Linked DNA regions of Sus scrofa: region 1 is linked to region 2. Evidence: chromatin contacts called from public Hi-C data. All regions are on one chromosome and are shown on one strand. The core of a region is the stretch at or near the end of the contact, and the rest is flanking DNA. Distances in the headings are between cores, read along the strand shown.

Region 1 (2,700 bases), core at 42-2,541, 320 kb before region 2:
AGATAAACATGACTGTCCACACAGGATCTTTCACAAGCCACAGTGACTGCTTTGCACAGTTTATATGTAATTTACGTACATCCTGTATACGGGGATAATTGTAGGTGGTAAGAAGAAGAAGGGAGATTGAGTTCAGAGGTGGGTAATGGAGCAGAAGAGGGAATATATGACCTTAAGACGACAAACTCCTGTTACAAACCACTACATATCACCAGAAAGCACTTAGAAATGACTTTCTGCTAAATCCTGAAAAGCTCCTACCTTGAAATAGTCTGTGCAGGGCCAAAAATGACAAATATCAGGACATTTAAATATGTAATGCTTTGGAAGGAATATGTTTACATTTTAAATAACAGTTACATTTTCGAAACATGTCTCAGCATTTAGAAGAGATGTGATCAAGGGGTCAATTTTACAAAGCTGCTTCAAACAGGTGGAATACCAAATCAACTTACGGCAAAAGCCTACCTGAAAGCTGCTGGAGTTAGGCACAGATAATGGCCTGAAGGCCATGTTTTGATATCAGCAGTGTGAATATCAGCAGCCTGGGGTTTTCTGGCATTTCAGATCAGACTGTTCAGTATACTAGTTTTAGATTACATAAACCATGAACTTCTAAACTCATTTCTCCATTAAAAAAAGGAGAAAGTGGTCCCTACTTTTAACTCAGTGGACATGTAAGCACTATTGAGAAAAAGTGGATTTTAAAGGATTTAAGGATGGCTCGATAGTGGAGTAGAACAAAACCTGACACTCTGCCCTGCTTCCAATATGATCCAGCACGTCATATAACACAACTGAAAAAAAAAGAAAACCGTTTGCACGCAAACCAAAAATAACTGGACCACTCCAACTGGTTCTATTCCCCCAAATAACAAAATCTCAACTATTTCCCATAAACCTGGATTCCCTAAAAAACCACTTTATCTCTGATTTTTCGCTATGCTGATGTTGAAAGGCATGTCGTGACCTTTCAGGATATGATAATCTCAATAGAAAGCCGTGTTTATCCACCATGAAGAGATGAAGGTAAACTTGCTAACCCTGGATTTGTTCCTTTCACTGACTATTAGTTTGATAATGCAGCCCTCTAAAGTCTGACTCACTAGCACACTTAGCAACTCAACTTTTTTTCCTCAATGAGTCCAGCTCTTCCTAGAGGTTCCACTGGGGTAAAGGTCAGAACCTAAAGAAATGACAGTGCACCTTGGCCACCTCTGAATCCTCAGCATCACCGGCCAGTCTCACAGGTGGCATTGAGCTCTTTGGCTTCTGTCCACTAAATCTGGTGACTGGCCAAGTCTGTTTCTGTTTCTGCCTGAGCATGGCTGATCGTGTCCATGCTGGTGGCAGCAGTGACTGAATCTGGGTTTTAATTTTATCATATGACCATGAAGTCATTAATGTCAGGTGGCAGATGTCAGAAACTGGGTCCCTGTCAGCTGACACCACAGAAGGAATCTGGTGCCCCTGTTAAGTCTTTTTTGTTTGTCTGTGTGATACTTCCTGAAATTTCAGATGCAGAGCTGAAGAGACTTCGGTGTTTTTCTAACTATGGACGGCATGCTCTGTTTTTACGTCCTGTGTGTACCAGTATGGGGGCCTCTCAAGTGTTTTACCTAAGAGAAACCTTTGAACAAAAAGTAAATCAAATCCCTAGAAATGCAATGATCAACGTTCATTTCCCTAAACAAACGAAAGTCTCTTTGGGACTTTTGCGACAAGGCTGAAGAAAGGATACAGTCATTTGTAAGAGGTATGAACCCTGAAAAGAAAAACTGTTACGCTAATAAATTCAGAAAAAAAAGTAAAAAATTTCAAAGATTTAATAGTAGTGTTCTTTTGAAGGACCTAATGGTGCATAATTATGTCTTAGAAATCTTTTTTTCCCCCAAGCCACTGCAGTTGGATTCTTAACCCACTGTGCCTGGGAACTCCTGTCCTAGATATGTTAATCACATGTTGTTTCTTTCTTTCTTTCTTTCTTTCTTTTTTTTTTGTCTCTGGTCTTTTGAGGGCTGCACCCGAGGCATATGGAGGTTCCCAGGCTAGGGGTCCAATCGGAGCTGTAGCCGCTGGCCTAAGCCACAGCCATAGCAACTCGGGATCCGAGCCACATCTGCAGCTCAAGGCAACGCTGGAGCTGTAGCCGCTGGCCTAAGCCACAGCCATAGCAACTCGGGATCCGAGCCACATCTGCAGCTCAAGGCAACGCTGGATCCTTAACCCACTGAGCAAGGCCAGGGATTGAACCTGCCACATCATGTTTACTAGTTAGGTTCGTTAACCTCTGAGCCCCGACAGAAACTCCTTATCTTACAAATCAAAATTTGTAATAGATATGGACACTGTTTCTATCCTAGATTTTGTTGCTTTATCAAAACTAGCTCTTCTTGTTTTGAATAAGAGTGATAAAAATTTCTATTTTACAAATATAAATTGATGTACTTTTTTTTTGTCTTTTTAGGGTCACACCCTTGGCATATGGAAGTTCCCAGGCTAGGGGTGAGTCAGAACTGTAAGCTGCCAGCCTATGCCACAGCAGCGTCAGACTCAAGCCGAGTCTGTAACCTACAGCACAGCCCATGGCATTGCTGGATCCTTAATCCACTGAGTGAGGCCAGGGATCGAACCTGCATCCTCACAGATACTAGCTGGGCTTGTCACTGCTAAGCCATGACAGGAACTCCATAAACCGAT
Region 2 (2,700 bases), core at 97-2,596:
AATCCCTGGTGAACATTCGCTTTCATTTTTCTGTGGAATAGGAGACTTCCTCAATAAAGCAGTAGTACCCATGTTAGGCGCTGCAAAAATGCAAGCCCCTCATGTAGGCTCCTCTGGAGAGTAAGAGTTTGTTGGAGAATATCCTGGGCAATAAGGAAGCTGGGAAGCTGGGCCACATGGCTGCAGTCACACTGCCTGGGGAGAGTTGGGGACCCCGAATGCAGTTGTGTCTGGCCAGGGCATCCTGCTTACTCACCGCTTCCCCTGCCCTCTGCCTTCCACTTTCTGCCTTCTCTCTGGGGGTCTTCTGGAGGTCTGCTCGGCTCTCAACTGAGGCTCCGTTGCCTCCAGTTCAAACCCTCAGAGGCAGACAGTCCCCCAGGTCACCTCTGAGGCCACTGGCTGCCCCAGGGTGATGTGCCCACCCTTGTCCTGTAGGAGGGGTCATGTGACACACAGCAGGGAAACAGGCCCAGGAAACCCCTCAGAAAGGGCGGGGCCAGGGCAGATAACCTGATGCTTCCGGGAATCCCTCTGACTGGGAATTAGGGACTAATGACAAAACAATTAGAAGTTCCCATTGTGGCTCAGCAGGTTAAGAACCAGACTAGTATCCATGAGGATGTATGTTCGATCCCTGGCCTCACTCAGTGGGTTAAGGATCCGGTGTTGCCATGAACTGTGCTGTAGGTCCCAGATGTAGCTCAGATCCCACGTTGCTGTGGCTGTGGTGTAGTCTGGCAGCTGTAGCTCCTATTCGACCCCTTGCCTGGGAACCTCCATATGCTGTGGGTGCGACTCTTTAGAAAAAAAGATAGAACAAACAATTAATATAGCATTACAGATAAAACAAGGGCCCGGACCAAAGTCGCAGTCACAAAGCTGCCTCTGTTTCTGTGCGTTTTCTCCATCTGTCCCCATCCATTGCATGTTTCAGTTTTCTCTTCCAGGAAAGCTGAGAGCATATATTTCCCTGACATGCATCTGTACTTTCTTGATCAGGGCCCATAGATCATCTGGCCACTTAAACAGCAGCCCTGTGAGCTGTGTGGCTCCATGTTACATGGAACCAGGGAACCAGCTCTTCGGGAGTCACTCAGATGAACCGAGGATCTCTCAGAACCGGGCCTGGCTCTGAAGGCACTTGTGGCCTCCCTGTGCGGTAGTGACAGCATCTGCTCCACTTTCCCATACACCCTGGAGGGCAGCTTGAGCTGTGAGCCAGAAGCTGTGGCTGCCACCGCCCAAGTCATTTCAGCAATTTGTTTGAATCTCTCCTCTTTCTCACCTGACCTTTAAACCGCTCCAACCAACAACATAGGTGAAATAGAAACTCTCCAACCGAGAGCTCACCTTCCATTGGTTAGAACAGTCAGAATGGGTCATTGCCCTCACCATACCCCACTCCTATGCCAGGGGCAGATATGGCTACTTTTTCCTACTGAGCCCTAAAGTACAGAACTTTAAAATCCTTCTTGCTCTGAGGCTGTGAGGAGTCATTACTTACCTGTGAAGGTTGGCATGGCAGAAATTTCCGTATGGCACAATGGGTTAAGGATCCAGCGTGGTCACTGCTGTGGCGCAGTTTCGATCCCTGGACCCGGCACTTCCACATGCCACAGCTGCAGCCAAAAAAAAGTTGGCACAACAGCTAAAACCCATTTGCCATCCTTGGTCTTGGGATCTGGATAGATTTTCCGTGAGGTTTGCCCACAGACCTGCAGTTGAATTCAAATCAGCACTGCTCAGATGCCCCCCACCCCCAAGTCCCCCATTGCCCCTCAAGGGCCTGAATAGAGGGTTCATGGATCTGGAAAGCCAGCGTGTGCTTGGGGACACAAATGGCTGGGAGGACAAGTCCTTTTGAGGCCTGTGATAATCCTCTTGGGATTGTCTGCGCCACCCCCTACTCTGTGACTGGGGGCTGCCCCCACTGCAGTTTCCTGGCATCTATAAACCTCTTGCTTTCTCCCTCCCCCCACCCTTTCCACTGCCCCCCTCTTCACAAGCTCTTTTCCAGTAGTTAATTAGTGGAGTGACATTTATGCCCATGTCGAGCAGACTGCTGAGAAAACAAACTGGGAAAGGACAACACCCACCATGTACTGTGCCCTGTGCAAACCATTTACGTGCACCCCTCCCCATCCTACAGTTATCCCACAGGAGGGGGCTTTATTGTTTCCATGGCACAGAAGAGGAAACTGAGGGCCAGAGGGGTTACAGAGCTAGTCCCATCCAGAAACGGGCCCAGGGGAGTCCAGGCTGCCTGCAAGCTTTGAGCCATCCAGGACCAAGGCAGATTTGGTGTCTGGAACCACAGTGGGGGGCATGCTGCAGATTGCCATGTCCCCACTGGGTGCCGGCCCCCAGAGAGCAGGGAGCAGACTCTCCCACCAAAATTAGATCTCAGAGCTCAGGGACTGGCATCAGCTTCCACACATCCATCCATCCATCCATCCATCCATTAACTAGTCATTTGTTCATTCATTAAAAGTGCATTGACTACTGCATTCCCACTAGGAAGCCATAGTGAAAAAGGCAATAACTAGGGTTGACAAGAATGTGGAGGAATTGGAACCTTCAGACACTGCTGGTGGGCAAGTCAAATGGAACAGCCCCTTTGGAAGACTTTAGGGCTGTTCCTCAAAAAGTTAAACATAAAAAATAAAAGTTACATATAAAGTTATCCTATGACCCAGC

What was found. A called contact is a pair of places that touch in the nucleus more often than the background predicts.
Region 1: a Hi-C map of liver shows a contact between it and region 2, with 5 times the contacts expected there. The contact joins two enhancer-like sites. A contact is called at or near these places in 1 of 5 promoter capture datasets (fetal liver) and 2 of 47 Hi-C or Micro-C datasets (heart right ventricle and liver).

What each region holds. Positions count from the first base shown.
Region 1 is chr12:44,546,547-44,549,246 of Sscrofa11.1, reverse strand. All of the region lies in intron 8 of NLK (serine/threonine-protein kinase NLK), which reads right to left. Among named protein-coding and RNA genes, the nearest start is that of TMEM97, 56 kb to the left of the region's middle. Within about 2 kb of position 1,291, at least 6 of the 83 cell types and tissues checked have an H3K27ac peak or open chromatin away from gene starts, as enhancers often do. A contact at or near this core is called in liver, where this site is marked.
Region 2 is chr12:44,224,992-44,227,691 of Sscrofa11.1, reverse strand. No RefSeq gene overlaps it. Among named protein-coding and RNA genes, the nearest start is that of NOS2, 20 kb to the right of the region's middle. Within about 2 kb of position 1,346, at least 6 of the 83 cell types and tissues checked have an H3K27ac peak or open chromatin away from gene starts, as enhancers often do. A contact at or near this core is called in liver, where this site is marked.